Regions from separate parts of the Sus scrofa genome. Here region 1 is linked to region 2. A link is a contact called in public HiChIP or PLAC-seq data. All regions are on one chromosome and are shown on one strand. The core of a region is the stretch at or near the end of the contact, and the rest is flanking DNA. Distances in the headings are between cores, read along the strand shown.

What was found. HiChIP or PLAC-seq counts read pairs in DNA pulled down with a chosen protein or histone mark.
Region 1: a contact with region 2 is called in an H3K27ac HiChIP or PLAC-seq map of alveolar macrophages. The contact joins the promoter of ZC3H12A here to the promoter of MRPS15 in region 2. A contact is called at or near these places in 1 of 5 promoter capture datasets (fetal skeletal muscle) and 2 of 2 datasets of contacts at active chromatin or transcription factors (alveolar macrophages and skeletal muscle).

What each region holds. Positions count from the first base shown.
Region 1 is chr6:93,537,229-93,542,642 of Sscrofa11.1, forward strand. ZC3H12A (endoribonuclease ZC3H12A) reads left to right here and starts at 4,106. Exons shown (of 6, transcript XM_021095963.1): 1 at 4,106-4,230; 2 at 5,086-5,414. The coding sequence starts at 5,158.
Region 2 is chr6:92,544,985-92,550,521 of Sscrofa11.1, forward strand. MRPS15 (28S ribosomal protein S15, mitochondrial) reads right to left here and starts at 2,855. Exons shown (of 8, transcript XM_021095959.1): 1 at 2,631-2,855; 2 at 2,296-2,340; 3 at 1,305-1,377; 4 at 458-506. The coding sequence starts at 2,766. It overlaps LOC102167570 (a long non-coding RNA gene), which reads left to right and starts at 2,761. Exons shown (of 5, transcript XR_002344972.1): 1 at 2,761-2,912. CSF3R (granulocyte colony-stimulating factor receptor) reads right to left here. Exons shown (of 17, transcript XM_021095950.1): 17 at 5,175-5,537. The coding sequence ends at 5,448.

The sequences.
Region 1 (5,414 bases), core at 2,856-5,355, 990 kb after region 2:
TCGCCCAGTGGGTTAAGGATCTGGCGTTGCCGTGAGCTGTGGTGTAGGTCGCAGATGCAGCTCGGATCCCATGTGGCTGTGGCTGTGGCATAGGCCGGTGGCTACAGCTCTGATTTGACTCCTAGCCTGGGAACCTCCATATGGCGCGAGTGCAGCCCTACAAAGACAAAAAAAAGGCCAAATAATAATAATAATAATTTATTTCAGAGTTCCCGTCATGGCTCAGTGGAAATGAATCTGACTTGTGTCCATGAGGACGCAGGTTCGATCCCTGGCATTGCTCAGTGGGTTAAGGATCCAGTGTTGCCGTGAGCTGTGGTGTAGGTGGCAGACATGGCTGAGATCCTGCATTGCTGTGGCTCTGGCGTAGGCCGGCGGCTATGGCTCCGATTAGACTCCTAGCCTAGGAACCTCCATATGCTGTGGATGTGGCCCTAAAAAAGCCCTCCCCACAAAATTTATTTCTACAGTACAGACTCAGGGATATGTATTTTATACTTTGGGTTATAATCTAATACTCCATTATCTATTTTATTGTTTTAATGTTTGCAACTTTGACCGTTGGGAGCTTTTGGCTCCTGAGTCCCTTTGACACACTCCTATCTTTGTGAGTATTGGGTACTTCCTAACTCTGGCACCATAAGACACTCCAAGCTCAGCGTTCTCTTCTGACGCAACAGGTTAAGGATCTGGTGTTGTCACTACAGCAGCTCCGGTCACTGTTGTGGTGCAGATTCAGTCCCCAGCCCGGGACCTCCACATGCTGGGAGTGCAGCCAAAAAAAAAAACAAAAAAAAAGAGGAGTTCCCAGTGTGGCACAACAGGATCTGATCCCTGGCCCAGGAACACCATATGCCTCAGGGTGGCCAAAAAAGAAAAAATAATAAAATTTTTTTAAAAAGGGAGAGGAGGCAAGTTCCCATCGGCTCAGTGGTTAATGAACCCGACTAGTATCCATGAGGACACAGGTCCGATCCCCGGCCTTGCTCAGTGGGTTAAGGATCTGGGGTCACTGTGAGCTGTGGCAAAGGCCAGCAGCCTCAGCTCCAATTCTACCCCTAGCCTGGGAACCTCCATATGCCTCGGGTGCGGCCTTAAAAAGATAAAAGACAAAAAAAAAAAAAAAAAAAAGAGAGAGAGAGACACTTCACGCTCACTTTTTTTCCTTGTCCCAGCCCTAAAACCAGCCATTTCTCTGAGGAAATAATATATGTTTCAAACAAATCCTCCAATAATCTTGTCAGTAGTCCAGATATATTTCACTGCATTTGCGTATGTGATGAAAGAGTTAATGTCAGGAGTTCTCTGATGGCCTAGTTCTCGCCGCTGTGGCTCTGGTTGCTGCTGTGTGGTGTAGGTTCAGTCCTTGGCCCAGGAATTCCCATATCCTGCCTGTGTGGCAAAAAAGAAACAAAACACAAAACAAAAACAAAAAACAAGAAAGAACCTGAAATAAATGTTGCAACTCTCATCTAAAAGAAAAGAAAGAGTTAACTTGTTCAATTAATTTTTTTTTCTTTTTTTTTTCAGCCACACCCACAGCATATGGAAGTTCCCTGGCCAGGGAGCAAATCCAAGCCACAGATGGGCCCTATGCCACAGCTGGGGCAACAATGGATCCTTAACCCACTGCTCCAGACTGGGGATTGAACCTGTACCACCACAGAGACAACACTGGATCCTTAATCTGTTGCACCACAGTGAAAACTCGATTAAATTTTAAAACACAATTCAATTTTTTCTGGCCACACCTGTGGTGTGTGGAAGTTCCCGGGCCAGGGACTGAACCCAAGCCACAGCAGTGACCCAAGCTACTTCAGTGACAACGCTGGATCCTTAACTTGTTGTGTCACCAGGGAACTCCCACACTTCAATTTTTGTAGCTCTACTGTGACAAGTCTTTTTAAAATATACTGGAAGCTGGAGTTCCCTGGTAGCCTAGTGTTTAAGGATCCGGTGTTGTCACTACTGTGACATAGGTTTGATCCCTGGCCCAAATGTATGCCATGGGCACAGAAAAGAAAAGAAAAGTAAAGAAAAAAGAAAATGAATAGAATAGAAAAATAAAATAAAATGTAAAACATACTAGGAGCTCAAAACATGAAAGGAATCTGTCCCTTTCTCCATTTCCAAGAGACCTTGTGGAACTGAACCTCTGCAAAACCACTCTGCTAAGGCTCGGGGGCAGTCTGCCCACTCTTCCTACAGAGGTGACCTAGCTCCTGTGTGCTCCCATCTGAGCTTCCCAGTGGAGTTACCAAAGGGCAAAGTAATTCCTGGGACCTTTCCCTCTCCAACCTCTCCCCATCGCCCATCTAGTGGGTGACCATTCCTGGAACTCTGCAGACCCCGCCCAGGCTGGCCAGGTGAAGGCAGATGGCAGGAGAGCAGGAAGGCTCCAGGAAGGAAGCTGGCAAGCCAAGCCACTGGGACCGGCATGCAAGAGGCAGAGGAAGGGGTGTGGGCTCGGCACATTTGATCCAGAGGTCTCCTGGGGTTTGGGGCCGGGGTGTGCAAAATCCAGGGGTAAGTGGAGGAGGGTTTCCCCAGAGCAGCCCTGCGTTCTGCAGAAGAGAGTCAGCTTCTCGGGAAAGAGCTGCCTTTACAAGCCGGAAGAGAGCGAGACTGCAGCTCACTCTGGGAGGACACGGAGCTGCGTGACTCATCCCCCAGCCCTGCTGGCTCCCACTGGCACAGTGCTGGGTAGCACGGGGCCAGGGATTACAGGCGGAGTCCCAGCCCGGCCCTGGCCCCGGAGGCGGTCCAAGCAGGCAATCACAATCCAGCACGTAGGGACACAGGCAGGGTGCTGTGGGAGCACTAAGGAGGAAGCAACTCAGCACCAAAGGAGTCTGGGCAGGCCTCACAGAGGAGGTGACATCATCCAAAAGAGGAACAGAATTGGCCAGGCAGCTGTAGCCAGGGAAGAAGGGGAGAGCACTCCTGGGCCGAGGAGGAGAGATGCAAAGGCACGGAAGTGTCTGCAAGGCGTTGGCACCGTGCCTGCCGCCCAGTGAGTCCTCCATAAATGCGAGGCATTATCGCTGTGGTTGACTATCATCATTATGCTGATTAATCTGGACTCATTTAATATTCTTACTATCTTAAAGGGAGTTACTACACATGAGCACATGTCTAAATATACAGCACTTTTCACTGAACTTTTCTCAACTCTAAAAGTGGCCCTTGTGTGAAGATTAAGGCTACCGGCACACACAGTGCTCAGCAGGAGTGGTGGGGAGCACAGAGAGGAGCCCAGCCCTGGATGTGATCTGGGGGAAGGCTTGTTTTCTCTCTCTCCTGGAGGCCAGCTCCTGGGGTTGCTGTGCCTGGGGGGCACTGACGTGGAGATCCTTCGGGGTCTTTAAAGATGACCAGGCAACAAAGCAGGGAGTTAGCTAGGTGGGGTCACTGGTGATTTCAAAAGTGACATAGGTGGCACCTGGTGCCATGGAACTGGAGCTCCTGGTGCTGCTTGCAAGTCTTTCCAGCTGGGACAAGGCAGGTTGTACCTGCCTTTCTATCCCAGCAAGGTCCTTATTTCAGAAAAAAAAAAAAAAAAAATGTACTTGGCCCTGGGTGGGGCCCCACTTCTGTGTACCTGCTCCAGTCACGGTTACCTGTTGAGTCTTCCTGTCTCAATGAGAAAGGTGCCCGCCTGGGTGTACCTGTCTTTATAACCATGGCTCTGCCTCCCGTGGTGTGTGGACCAACCTTTGTGCACTTGATTCACTCGATGCACCCCAGACTGTACCTTCCGCATACTTAAGTCTGAACGACCGCAGCTATACCTGTGTTGTACTGCCGTACTCTCGGTCAGCCCGCGCCAGACTCGGATCGCTTACCTGGTCCAACCTGGGCTTACCTTATGCCTGTTGGCCGTACACTCCTGCCCTGCAGATCGCGCCGCCCCGGGGGCGCCTCGAGGCTCAAATAAGGGGCTGCGAACGGCGACCGCTGACCACATTCCTGGCCGGGCAGAGCGCGCTCCGGCTGCGGGGGCGGGGCCGGAGGCCAGGGCGGGGCGGGGCGGCGCAGGGGGCGGAGCAGGAAGGGGCGGTGGCCGCTCCGCCCCCTGCCGCTCGGGCCGGCTCTCGCCTCCCCTGCCCAGCTTCCGCGTCACGGTCCCGAACGCCACCTGCCCGCCCACCCGCCCGGTATAAAGGCGCCGCCGGCCTAGCCTCCGGGACTCGGCCCCATGGAGACGCCGCCCGCCGCGGCCGGCGCACGGTGGGGTGAGGCGCGCGCGCGCGCGCGCGGCGGGGGCGCGGACCTCGGGGCGGGCGGAGGGGGGGTGGGGTGGGCGCAGGCTGGGACTGACCGGAGCCGGAGGGACGTGGGGCCTGTCCCCTCCGGCCTCGCCGGTCCTCGGGACCGCTTCCAACTTAGCCCAAGTTGGGGGATCCTGGGAGTAGGAAGACCGAAGTCTGGAGGGGGAGCCGAGCGAGAGGCTCTGGGCCGGGACAGCCTCCGCGTCACCGAGCCCGGAGGCCAACCAGAGTTTCCCGGCAACTTTTCTCGCTGGTGGTGGGTCGCCCCGGAAACTTCCCCTCCCCCGGTCCGGGCGTCTGGCCACTGGCCCTCCGCCTCCTGAGCCTGGGTTCCAAGCACGCGGCAGACGGACTGGAGAAGACGATGGTTGATGGTTTCGACGGGGAACCCCCGCCCCCCTTCTAGCGCACTTGCAACCCAGCGGGTTTCCATCTGAAAACCCCGCCCCGCGGCTGTGGGGGCGCGGCGAGGCCCTCGAAGGCCACCCGCGACTTCTGGGTCCCTGAGTTTGTCGAGGAGGGGGAGGGCTGAGGGTAGAGGGGGAGGAGTAATCAGACTGCCTAAGTTCAAATCCTTGCCCCACCCGCTAACAGCTGGATGACCTTGAGCAAGTTCTTACTGTCTGTGGCTCAGTTTCATCCTTTATGTAATGGGACTTGAGGATCCCTCCCTGGGAGGGCTTTTGGAGGAATAACAGAGGTAACACCCCCAAATGGCTTTTCATACTGCCCCTAGTGTGGCCTCATCCTCTTGGATGGGGTGGGAGTTGGAGAGAATCATTCCCCGTCCCTAACTTTTGTGCTTGTCCTCCAGGAGCTGTGACAAGTGCCTTTCACCAGTCTGAGCTGTGAGTGGCCAGTGGAAAGAGGCCCACCCGGCCCCACCATGAATCTGTGGGAACTTGAAGACCACAAAAGCTGCCGAGAGACCCCAAGGCCGGCCCAGGAGCCCACTGCCGAGGAGGTGATGACCACGGAGCTACAGATGAAGGTTGACTTCTTCCGGAAGCTGGGCTACTCCTCTGCCGAGATCCACAGTGTCCTGCAGAAGCTGGGGGTCCAGGCAGACACCAACACAGTGCTGGGCGAGCTGGTGAAGCATGGGTCAGCGGCCGAGCGGGAGTGCCAGGTGTCACCGGACCC
Region 2 (5,537 bases), core at 1,605-4,104:
GAGAATCTGTGAGGACTGCACCCGCTAGGAACTAACTCTCATACCTCCAAGGCCAGGGCTGCAGTCAAAGCAACTAGAACATAGGGCTCAGGGCCTGACTTCACTCTGCTCATCAGGACATAGCCTCTGACCAACCACATGGCTATTCACATCCAGGTGAGCTCAGGGCCTATACCACTGATAGGTGAATGTTGGATCAATGTCCCCAAACCTTGTTCACTCATTCATTAGATCTCTATTAGGTACCTACCATTTGTCAGGTGCTAAGGGTCCCTGGGGGAGTAAGACTGTCCCTGCCCTGGAGATGCTTGGTCTGGGGGTATTGACAAGTAGACACAGAATGACAGTGGGTTAAGTGCTGGGACTTGAGAAGCATGGATGGGCGGTGTTACCTGTGTAGGAGGGGGTCCCAGAGGAGAGGACTGAGAGATGCTGAGGTTTGGCAAAGGTTACTCACCTGGTTGGCCATTTCCAAAGATAAGAGTCTTTTCACAACATCATCAACCCTGTGGAAAAACCATAGCAATGAGAGACAGGTGTAGTGGGAGGGGGGAAAGGGAAGCAATGCTATTTTCATTTTAGTCTGAAAAGCAAGGATGATTCAAAATTTCTTTTACAACACAAGTCTCTCTGGAAGTGGGGCACCATTTCTCAGGGATTAAAAGTCAGCATGGATCTGATTTGCTGAGCTGAGAATATGGAATGACCTGATAACTACAGAAAACTGGGGCTGTCAACTTGAGTGTTCCAGGCTCATCACAGTGAAGGCAAAAAGAGGATTCCCATTTTAGCTGGAATATGGTTCAGTCTGTCTTGAAACACTTCAATTCTAAAATCATTGTTTCTTTCTCATGTTACATTGCATAGTGGGAAGGACTGGAGGGACTGCCCAGCTCCCACCTTGCAGAGGAGAGGGGCTGAGCAGAGGGTCTTGGTTTTGGTGTCTTTCAGCCCTGATTCAGACTCCAGGTCTGCCCCTTAGGAGCTGCATGACTCTGGGCAGTCTGCTAATCTACAAAAGGGGGATACTCTTTCTTCTCACATAGGATCAAGAGATGAGAGATTTCCACAAAGACCTGTGAGGCATGGTGACTCCTTGATATCTAAGGGTAGAGTAGAGGGTCTTTATCCAGAGCTCCATCTGCCCCTACTGCCCATTCACCTTCACCCTGCCTGGGCTTCTCTAGTTCTCTGCCCTGTTCCATAATCAAGCTTCAGATACAGCAGGCCTCCACCCTGAAGCCCTTTCCTTGCCAATCCTCCCAGGGCCCCCTGCTTCATCGAAGAGATTTCTTCCTGCTTACTTATGAATTCCAGGCACGTTCTGGTAGTCCAGGAGCAGCATGGAAGGAGGCGGGTCATCTTGGTTGGGCTGGACTGTCAAGGGTAGGGATGGAAAACAGTCAGTTCTCACTGCCCATCCTCCCAGACTTGGCCCTTCTCACCAAACGAACACTGTCAGACACATCCAGGTTCTCAGGCAAGGCACTGGATATCTCTGGGCTGTTTCTCTTCTGCAAATCCTGTGGGTACCTGTCCTGATATATCATGCTGGGAGCAGAGAGCCTTTCCCAAGACCCTGTACTGTGCTCGCATCTCTCACACACCCATCTGGCTCTACAGTTATCAGGTGTCCTACGTGGATGGGTCCTCCTGTGAAGTTTGACTCCCTCTGAATCCCGCACAGTCTGGTTTGTGGCCCACCACAGAAGAGGCACTCAACACTCACTAGCTAATTGCATGAATGAAATAAGGGGGTTGAGGAGGAACTCTTAGCTTTAAGACACCTGCAACATAAGCACCAAATAGAGACCACAGGAAATGGGCCCGGGCGTGTGCTTACTGTTGAGGCAGAGGCAATGGGAGATGAGCCTGTCTTCTCCAGTCAGACCCTGCTCCTCCCCTATGCAAATAAGTAAATAATATCAAGTAACAGAGATGTGAACACTGCCTAGAAATGGGAAACAAGAAAGGGAGGACGCAAATGCTGTGCTACCCAGGTGAGCTTGGGTAGTGCCAGCCACGCATTCCCCCTGGCTGGCTCATTTCCATTCACATCGACCCCCAAAACTCCTGCTCCTAATGTTCATCTCCCCTCCCCTTACCTTTCAGGCGGGCTCCAGGCCTGCGGCTTTGTGACTAGGTGGACGTGGCTTTCTTCGCAGGTCCTCTGGCCAATCCCCCCTGCAGCCTCCCCCACCTAGTGGCTCTAACTAGCCACCTCTGTCCCCTTGGTCACCCCACCCCTTCCAGGCAATCTCTTTTCCGTCTCAAGTCCAACCCAAGACCTCCTACCTGGCTTTTGGGCGGCATATCCACGGGCGGCCCGGAGAATGAGACCTACGCAAGAGAGAAAGGGCTGAAGCCCATGTCCTTAAACAGTTCAGGCTCGATTCTCGTCTACGGCCCTCGCACTACTTTTCCTCCATGGTCTCTGTGCCTCTGCGCGGAACCGCCGCCCCAGTTCTTCCGCACACCGATGTCCCAGCTCTCTCCCACCTCGCCTTACTTCGTCCGCGACCGCTCTTTGTTCTGCCGCTACACTCCCCCTCCAGCCTCTTCCCCGGTATCCTCTATCTCCGCCGAACCCCGTTTCCCTACACCCGCTGTCGGGCTTCTCAGCTCCTCACCTGCAGGACGTGAGGGAAGGGCCCGCTGGACAGAGGGAAACCTGGCGCACCCTCCGCCCGGAAGCCCGAGGACTGGGGCCTGGGTCACTGCCTGGGTCCTAATCGAACTCAGCGCCCTCCACGCCGCCCTCAGCATGGTGACTTCTGACCCTCGCCGCGGCCTCCGTCGCCTTCGCGGTACGGACTGTACTTACATGGGCGCTGCCATGTTGGCTCAGGCTCGATCAATCGAGTGCAGTCGCGAGACCGGAGCAGATGAGAACCGAGATGATAGATTGGAAGGTAGGCCTCTCTTAAGGCGCGCAGTTGGGCGGAGGGGAGGTCTAGGTAGCTGTTGTGTGAGCTTGGCGGTTCGAGGGGGTGGGAGGGCTTGGACTTTGCCTGGCTTTGTTAATGGTGTGCGGTGCTGTATAAAATCTAAGATGCTACTATTTCTTGAGCGTGCATCCCACCTTTAATCCCATTCTATTTTCCTGACCTCGGCTCCGATTATCTTGAGGGCTTCCATGGGACCTGCCTTGGTCTTTTACCCCTAATCTAGCATCCTGTGGCCTTAGCCCCAGTCCAGGATGGGGCCGCATAGGAATTACTGGGTTTCATCCTTTTTGGCAGCATTGCAGCGTGGTAATTAAGGTCGCTGAGTTTGGACAGCCCTGGGCTGGAATCCTAGCTCAGCCATTTACTCTCTGTGTGATTTTGTAGGCAAGTCCCTCAACCTTTCTGGGCCACAGTGTATTTACTCCTCCATGATATGGGGTGGTAATAACAGTATCGATCTTTTAGGTTGTTAGAAGATTAACTGGGGCAGTTGTGTGCAAAGCATCTGGACTGTAGTAAACAATCAAGAAATATTAGTTGTGATATTTGTGAAATGAGTTTAAGGATAAATGCAAATTAAAAGTAGGAAAAATAAATCTTTATTTTCCCCGGTGCAAAAAAGGGAGACTCTCTTCCCCCTTGCTTTTCTTAGAGCATTTTATTTTATTTTTAATTTTTTGGCCATGCCCGCAGCATGCAGAAGGCCAGGGGTCGAACCCTAATCATAGCAGCGACCCAAGCCACACAGTGACAACACTGGATCCTTAACCCACTGAGTCACAGGGAATGCCTTAGAGCATTTACTTTATTTATTTATTTGTGTGTGTGTGTCTTTTTAGGGCCACACCCACAGCATATGGAAGTTCCCAGGCCAGGGGTCGAATCCCAGCTGCCGGCCTACACCACAGCTCCCCGTAATGCTGGATCCTTAACTCACTGAGCAAGGCCAGGGATGGAACCTGTATCCTCATGGATACTAGTCGCTTCTTTACTGCTGAGCCATGACGGGGAACTCCAGAGCATTTACTTTGGAATAGGTGTACCTGCGAATTCTTTCTCTGCTCTTTTGAGAAGTATGTAAATCTTTTAAAAAGCTAAACGAGCCTCTTGCCAGTTTTACAACTCAGGCATGTCTGGCTCAAGGATCTGGGAGCCGGCTCTGAGATGTAATCATTGAGAAAGATAGTACTTCTGTCTTCCAGTTTCTGCAGGAGGGTGGGAGCCTAACTTCAGCTAGTGCCCAGCTCCGAGTTGCCAACCTCCTCTCATAAAGATAAGAGAAATTAATTTTTCCTTTGAATAAATGTGATTAGCAAGTCCAGGTAGCTACCCCATTTCCCAGCTGAATTTAGGATGACCCCAGTGTGACAAATAGTGCTGTCAAGTCCTGTTACTTGAGGACTAGTTATTGATTATCTTGAGAAAATGCATAAGTTGTGTCCGCTTGGCTGTGAAAGGGTGCTTTTTTGTCTTTGCAAGCTCTTGAGCTGATTGCCTGTGTCGCGCATCGCATTCTGATTTAATTCTCATTCAATTAAAACACTGTTTTCTTCCTCTTCTACCCTTGTGGAGAGATGTTTTAGGGAGACTTTGTTTTTAATTATACATCGCAGCAGGGGTTACTCTTTTCCGAGGTCTGTTCCCTGTGTCTGTTCCCGAGGTGTGTTCCTCCGTGACTCCCTCGGCAACCCTGGCCACTGTGCTCTGGTGGTCATCTTTCAAGTCTATATCACTAGATTGGGAGCTCTGCGAGGATGGACTGAGCCTCGTTGGGTTTGAACCCCCACTGCCAGCACAGGGCCTAGAAGCTAGCTGAGGGTGGAATGAAGTAATTAAGGCAAGAAGACACGAACGTGGCAGGGGGAGGGAGTGGGATGGCCTGGGAGTCTGGGGTTAATAAATGCAAACTGTTGTGTTTGGAGTGGATGAGCAATGAGATGCTGCTGTATAGCACAGGGAACTACATCCCGTTACTTGTGATGAAGCACGATGGAGGATAATGTGAGAAGAAGAGTATGTATATATATGACTGGGTCACTTTGCTGTGCAGTAGAAATCGACAGAACACTAAATCAGCTACAATGGAAAACATAAAAATCACAACAAAGAAAAAACAAAGAATGAACGAATGATTTCGATCCCCCCCACACTGCTAAGGGCTCTGAGAAGAAAAAGAACAGAGATTCAGGCACACTCAGGAGTTTCTCAAAACCAAGCCAAACCGAATCAAACCTTAAACCAGTTTAAGACACTGAAATTACAGGAAAAAAGTACAAAAGGCTAGTGGACAGGTCTGGACAAAGCATTCTCTGGCCTTTGAAGTGGGAGGCCCAGCCCAATGAGATGGGGATGTTGGGGGAGGGATGCTGGGGGCATCTGGGAGCCTTTCTGCCTTTGCTGGGGCTGAGTGGTGTTTTAGTGATGGGCTTACTGACCTCCTCTTCTTTGGATGGTCCAGGCTTATCAAGAAGCAGGCCCAGGTGGGGGTCCCAGGAAGCCCTAGAAGCCCCCTAGCCCCTCTGCCCCACTGACCCGGAGCCCCTGCAGGAGAGGGAAGTCAAGCAGTGGCTCAAAGATACAATCATCCTC